Regions from separate parts of the Sparus aurata genome. Here region 1 is linked to region 2. Evidence: chromatin contacts called from public Hi-C data. All regions are on one chromosome and are shown on one strand. Each heading gives the region's core, a stretch centred on a gene start, on an enhancer-like site or on the middle of the called end of the contact. The rest is flanking DNA. Distances are from core to core; before and after follow the strand shown.

Region 1 (3,802 bases), core at 1,014-3,513, 220 kb after region 2:
GAAATGTGCTGACTTATCTTATGATCAAACACCTGCAAGTTGACAACTTTGCAAACACAATGAAACATCAAGCAAGTAGAAAATCACAACACGTTACTTAGCACACAGTCAACAGCAACAGCGTCCATCTCAGTGTCTGTTGTGCAGAAAAAAGAACGACAAAAAAGCCACTCCGAGTCTCCAGTCTCTAGCCTCTGTCTTGGTAACCGTCTATTTTTCTCTCCTTAGTCTCGTTCATCAGCGTCCTCTTTGGTCTCTTTACCGCTGTCATGAGGTCGTTTGAGGCCGCTGAGACAGGCTAGTCCAAAGCTGCTGTAACAGCGGTGTGAACACATACACTGCCCGGCAGAGCTCTGAGAGTCAGCTAACAGAGCTAACTTGGAGCTAAGGTACTCAGCAGTTACAGGTTGCTTTCAGGAAACTCTGTAAATCACAGAAGGGTGAGGAAGAATAGCCGGGGGACATCACAGGAAAACCAAAGGGCTTTTTCTCTATAAGCTATCGTCCCCTTAAACCAAAATCAGTGAAGACTGATGCTGGGAAAGAGACACCATTCACCCTATTACAATTCACTGTTGCATCAAATTGATTTCGAGGGTGTTATTTCAGGAGAAATAGTTAAATAATTTTTGCTTTAATGTTTTACCTCAAACAGGTCATTGATTTTTGTAAATGTATGTTTACTGAATACTGAATTTGATGATGGCAACACTTTTCAAACAAGTTGGGTCAGGAGCAACAAAAGACTGGGAAAGTTGTGGAGCTCAGAAAACACCTGTTTGTAACGTCCCACAGGTAAACTGATTAAAGGACAACTTCACCAATTTTCCACATTAAATTGTGTTTACAGTTCTTCCAGGAGAGCACAACTGCATATGTGATGAAAAGTAGTATAAAGCCTTTTGTGGCTCCAGCGGAAGCTGTATGTAATCTGGTAAATTGCCTCCAGTGATGTCACTGAGTGACTAAGCTGCATTGTGGGTAATGTAGGCACCAGGTTTTGAAAAGGAAGAAGAATGTGTGGAATAAAAAAATGTTATATCCGTGGTTTGCTGGATCGATTTGATACTTTGTTTTACAATAGTGTTAGAGGAGATCCAGTGGACTGCTTTTCAAAATGTGGTGTCTACATTACCCACGATCCATTTTAGCCACTGAGTGCCATTGCTGGAGGAAAATGTATCAGATTACATGCAGCTTCCTCTGGAACCACAAAAGGCAGCATTATACTGTTTTCACATATGCAGTAAGACTCCCGAAGGCCTGTAAACAAACTTTAAAGTGGCAAATTGGTGCTAGTATTATAATGAATGAAAAGGGTGTCCTTGAAAAGGCCCGTCGTTAATATGCGAGGATGGAGGCCATGATGAATCCCAACCTTTTGGGGGTTGGATTTCGTTTGAGTCTGCAAATACACTGACTTGCTCAAGCGTAACAAAGTGTGGGAAAAGTCTGGTAGATCGGCAGTCAAGCTTCAGCATTCTACTGCTACACATTTAGCAACTTCATCAGAGCATGATTGACTTAGATGGTGTGAGAAAAGGACATTTTTCTAAGTATGCACTCCTTATACAAGCTGTGGCCTGTACAAGAAGTGGAGAGACAGTCTCAAAAGCTGAGTTATGAGATGCACCGTAAAAAAAAATGAGGCAATCCATTTAAAGCTTTTGTTGCAAGCTGTTCCAGCCCTTTGTTAAAGCAGGTGTCATTTATTTTTGTTGAAATGATAAATATCCCAGTTCGGAAATACCATTAAAGCGCAGAGGGTAGCATACCTCATAGAGAGAAAAATAAATAGAAGTAACCTGTTCCGCAGCATGATGAATTGAGAGGCTGCCTCTCTTTGTGTGTCAGCTGCAGCAGGCAAATGGTTCAATCATTGCATTTTCATCCAGGCATGGAGGCAAAGGAATCACTCATTTACAATTGGGTGTATTGGAGGTAACTTATTGATCCAGAGGTTAGAGAGGAAACTGAAAGTTGGAGGTTAGAAGCCCCCTGTGAGGTGTTATATGACTGAAGCACATGACCCGCTCTAGTGAAAGTGAAAGGACAGCTTTGAAAAGTGAGACGTGTCAGCTCAGAATTAGAATTGAATATCCGGGACAGCATGCGCTCGGAGTCCGCTGCTGTCAAGTGCCAAAATGCTGCATCATTACAACCAAGTTAGAGTATACAAGAATCTCAGAGCCATATAAGGGCATGTGTCTCATAGAGATGATGTCACCAATGACTGCTGGGGCTCCCCTTTCATTAGTGGGAAAGTAAAGGCACACAGAGTGGGTGTGTGCTCCTCTGAGCCATTGAGATAGACACACAGCATGTAGATAGCAGGGCAGACAGACAGGTTTAGTCAAATGAAATGAGACAAAACTTAAGGAAGAGGCATGTTGTGTAATGATCAATACACGCAGACAAATAGTTAAAGGGGAACTCCGCACAACTGCTGCAAGCTCAAGGTGGAATTTCAAGAAATTGGAAGGAAATAAAGGCATTAGCAGCTGTTTGCAAGCATCAGCGTTAGCTAGACGGCACTAAAGGAAGGCGAGGGAGAGAGCGCAGGCAGCAAGGAGAGAGGGCAGGGACAGAGAACAGAGACAGAGGAGAGGCTGCTTTCGTTCAGTGTGCTACTGATCTTACTGAAGGCTTCCTGAGTCAGCAGCATGGGAAAGTCAGGTAAGTGGAAACTGCACCCTGAGGAGTTTAGCTTTGATTGTATCAATTTGGCCTGAGTTAGAACTTTGCCCCTACGAAAAGGGTGTGTGTTTGTGTGTGTGTATGTGTATGTGTATGTGTGTGCGTGTGTGTGTGTGTGTTTGCTTGTTTACTGCATGTGTTTGTGAGTTTTGCTCTCGGTAAGAGGTTGGATATAAAGAAATTGCAAAAGAAAATTGCTAATTTCTTTCCCTCTACTCTAACAGCTATTACTGATCCTTAGCTAAGATTATCCTGCAGCATGTCCAGTAGAAGCAGGCTGTCAGGCAGCATTGGTAATTGTATTGTTTGTGTGTGGCTGTTTCAATGTGCCTATTGTGTGGGCACTCGAAAAGGCCAGTGAGTGATAGGCACCGGGCAGATGTGGGTGATGTGGATGACGTTGTCCACTCGATCATCTGGCATCGAGTTGTGCTCGGTGTCTGAGGTCAGTCAGTCCTCAGGTGCTGGGCTCTTACTCACTCCTCAGCTCGAGCTTTTCCTGTGCAGTCATGCATGAATCCTCGTGTTGCATCATTACGTCTTCCTTGTCAGGATTCCAACCCCCCCTGTCTCTGTCTGTCCTCTCTGTCTGTCTCAGCCTCGAAGCAGTTTGCTGAGGAGGTGCTTCAGTACCATAATGAGTTCAGGAGAAGGCACCAGGCTCCTCCGCTGAAGCTGAGCAGCAAGTTGAGCAGAGAGGCCAGCCGGTGGGTGAATGCACATGCAAATCAAATTAGAAACCTAATTAGCGAGGACTACCCAAACCAGTCACTCTCTGACGGCTCTGGATAACAGTGACAGCTCCAGCCTCGCCTGTCAAATGAAATAATATACCAAATATAACACCATATCGGGGGTCTGGGTTTGTTTCCATTGTGATTACAAGCTATGTTGACAATTTGTTGCCACTAATTGCAGCTATATTTACTTTTCATAGAATTATTAGCCTGTTGAGTAAATGCAAATCTGATCAGCCAGGAAGGAGAGAGGCTTTCATAATAGACGTTCAGTCCATTTCCTTAAGCATGTTTGATGGCGCAATAACAACTGCAACACAGAGCAGCAAAACATCCTTTGAACAGTAATTTGCCCTTGTATTTTGATT
Region 2 (3,453 bases), core at 182-2,681:
GTCATTTCCAAGGTCAGAGTGAATAAAGGATAAACTCTAGAGCAGAAATGAATATGTACAGTATTCACACCAATCACATGTCCAACAGAAGGGTTTGACCTTCAGTTAAAGAGGATGAGCAAAAAACTACTGTTGAAATCTGAATACACTTGGCTCTCCACTGCACATAGGTCAAAATCTCTGTAACATATATTATATCTTCTCTGTTCATTCACATCATCACACTGAGACAAAACACCATTACCTTGGGTCCATCTACGGAAGATAGAGGCAGACACTCCACCACTGGAGGGTCTCCCCCAAACCAAATCCACCACCTCTTTATTTAGCTCCGACATGACAACTTTTCCTGTCGGTGGATCCACGGCCACTCCTTCTATAGTCCAACAGCCACGAGGGGACAAGACAGCTCCGTTGAGGCTAACTTGCCAGCTCTTTCCGCGGTTTATAGTCCACTTCTCTGGCCAGGTCGAGCCTGTGGCATTGGCCACAAGCTACCTGTGTGGCACGATACAGTCTGACTCTACTGGCTGGCAGCAAACTGGCGGGTAGGAATGACATTAACGTTGTCACAATAGCCTGCAAAGTAAAGGGACAGAAACATCAGTTAATGTTACTATCTACAAGATAGCACGACTTTTCATCTAAGGCGACAATGGCGCGACATAACGTTAGCTAGTTTATACACCAATGTAATGCGAAAAACTAGCTCGTATAAAGCTAGCCGTTAACGTCAATAACAGTTTGCTGCAGTAAAAGTACTGACAGCAGGATAACAGGTAGCTATGTTTTTTGCGGCGCTGATACCTTGTTGTCAAAAACCGTATCAAAGGTAGGTGTAAAGAGCTGAGTTGGCTTGATAATGTCAGCAGTTAGCATTAGCTTTACTACTAGCAGCTAATCTTTCATTGCTTTGTCATTCAATTACTTCTCGCAGCACAGCGATGTCGATAACTGTCGTATGAGTTCATACTCTTTGTCACTGGTTAGATAACATACAAGCTTAATTACCTTAATAGACAGTAGAGTAATTGGATTCCGTGTTGATTTGATATTGTGGCAGCAATTTCACTATCACCAGCGTCTCTGTCATTCGTTTATTTACAAGAGAATTGTGAAAAAAAGAAAAGAGGAAAAAAAACTGCCATACATTTTACGTGAGTGCCCATTGGTTGAAATCCAGAAAGTTCCAGATGCGTCAAGGGGTACAGCTTTAACGCGTTATCTGAATGGTCCGCAGGCCTGTCAATCAACAGAAGCACCCGCCCACAAACAGAACCGTTTAATTAATTTAAAGCCCGCCTTAAGTTATCAGCACCTTGAAGAAATAAATTATAACCCGTGGAGCTTTATAGTTCCTTTAGTGTGAAAGCATACATTTAAAACGCAATGGATAACGAAGCCGGACCGTTTAAATGTAAAATTTCCGGTGTTTTATTGGAAAGTAAAGGTTATTTTAGTACCGTCAATGTTTTGTCCACTACCACTTTCCGTAGCATCCACCCAGTCATTATTTTGAGCATGCGCAGTACATCCTTTTCAGCTCAACTACACTTGCCTACACGCGTGTGTAACATTCACACTTTGGGAAAAGTCTGTTTTGAAGACAGAAATTTGAGTTATAAGAAGTATATTTCAGCACTATGGGAGGACAGGCAAAGGGCAAAAAGAAAAGCAAGCCGAAGAAGAAAGACAACCGCCCAAACAGAGGTAAGTTTCTCCAGTGGCTCAACATTTTGCTAGTTATTTACAGTATGTAACGTCAATCTTTTAGACAACAGTTAGTCAAAATTAACGCTGTTTCACGTTGCTTTCAACTGGCAAGAGGAAACTAACCATGACTCTGAATTGCTCTGATCACGTAAGAATCAGGTATTGTTGGATTGACACCCCAGGAAAGAATGAAAGTAAGAATGCACGAGAAAGCCAAGAAGAAGACAGCTGAGAAGTACTCTGTGCAACAACTACTAGAAAAGGTAACATTGACCAGATTTATCCATAACGAAGATCACGATCCAGAAATGTCATGCATATGAAAATATTATATATATGTTTTAATTCTGATCATCTACTGTGTGTTTGTTGTCCCACGTGATCTTCTGCTGCACAGACAGAGGAATGCATGGACACTTTTGACTTTGAGATGGCTGGTCTTTTCTGCCAACGAGCTCTGGATGTGGAGTCCGACAACCTGCAAGCTCTGGACATGCTGGGACACATCTGCTCTGAACTAGGAAACACACAGAAAGCCAAGGAAATATCCTTTATTCAGACCCCCTTTTCTTGTTTTGTATTTTGTCAGTAATTCAGTTCATTTAATTTAAACCCTTTCATATTTCCATGCTGTTTAATGGTTGTTTCCTCCTTGACCGATTCTCTTTAAGCTTTTCTGCGTGCAGTTGAGCTGAGCCCAGATGAAGGCCACAGTAAATACATGTACCTGGGACAAATCCACACAGGTCAGGAGGCTGTGGACTACTACACTAAAGGAATACAAGTCCTGCTTTCTGCACTGGAGAAACAATCACAGACCACAGTGAGCACACACACACACACACACACACACACACACACAGATTCAGTTTATGGTTTAGATAGTTATAAACTCTACATCAACTTCTAGAAATTTGATTCCGCCTAGCTGTTAATGAAAGTGTAATCTTCTGCATCCTCACCAGAGGGGGCTGTTGGTTTATCTATCTATCTATCTATCTGTCTATCTATCTATCTATCTATCTATCTATCTATCTATCTATCTATCTATCTATCTATCTATCTAATCAATAGTAGTGGACATTCTCGCGGTGTCTCCTTAATCGTACACAAATTATGACTATTCTTTTAGTCTATACCAATGAAACTAATCACACATAAAGGTCAGGTTGTCAGAGAGCACCTCATTACATGCCTGTCACAACCCATATTTTATACTAAGAATGTAAACTAACTAGAAGTCAAGTGGCAATTCTCTGTTTACAAATGTTTCTATTCTGAAGCCCCATCATGGTTGTCAAATATAACAATCTAATAGAATAGAAAACTTCCTTGAAAAAGTCAGTAAAAGGAAACCCATAAGCCTCTCCTCCCCTCCCTCTCTCTCAATGCTGTTTAAGTCTTTTAATCTACACAACCTAACTCTGCCATCCGCTGCCAGATTTCTTCAGATTCTTTAAGCCTGTCCTTGAGTACTGATCTGATCCGCTCCAAAGTATCTCTTAATGCAGTCAGCTGGTGTTCGAATGACAATGTTTCCGTGTTTATCCAGAACATCAGCACAAAAGTTTCCTTGCATTAAGTATGGCATCGCACAAGAAATGTTGCAGGGTTGTCTGGAGTTTAGTGAATATTTCAGCTCACAGAGCACATCATTGTGATGTTACGTTTAATAAAGTGTGAAATTAGACTAAGATTTAACTTGCAGGAAAAAAGCATGGCAAATGAGAAAATATAACG

The links. A called contact is a pair of places that touch in the nucleus more often than the background predicts.
Region 1: a Hi-C map of skeletal muscle shows a contact between it and region 2, with 4 times the contacts expected there. The contact joins the promoter of glipr2l here to the promoter of LOC115567572 in region 2. A contact is called at or near these places in 2 of 2 Hi-C or Micro-C datasets (skeletal muscle and an unstated tissue).

Annotation. Positions count from the first base shown.
Region 1 is chr17:20,952,807-20,956,608 of fSpaAur1.1, forward strand. It overlaps glipr2l (GLI pathogenesis-related 2, like), which reads left to right and starts at 2,264. Exons shown (of 5, transcript XM_030392463.1): 1 at 2,264-2,676; 2 at 3,296-3,404. The coding sequence starts at 2,664.
Region 2 is chr17:20,731,768-20,735,220 of fSpaAur1.1, forward strand. It overlaps LOC115567572 (probable assembly chaperone of rpl4), which reads left to right and starts at 1,432. Exons shown (of 11, transcript XM_030394290.1): 1 at 1,432-1,710; 2 at 1,867-1,976; 3 at 2,111-2,257; 4 at 2,384-2,536. The coding sequence starts at 1,644. It overlaps mindy3 (MINDY lysine 48 deubiquitinase 3), which reads right to left and starts at 1,167. Exons shown (of 16, transcript XM_030394287.1): 1 at 1,012-1,167; 2 at 245-579. The coding sequence starts at 338.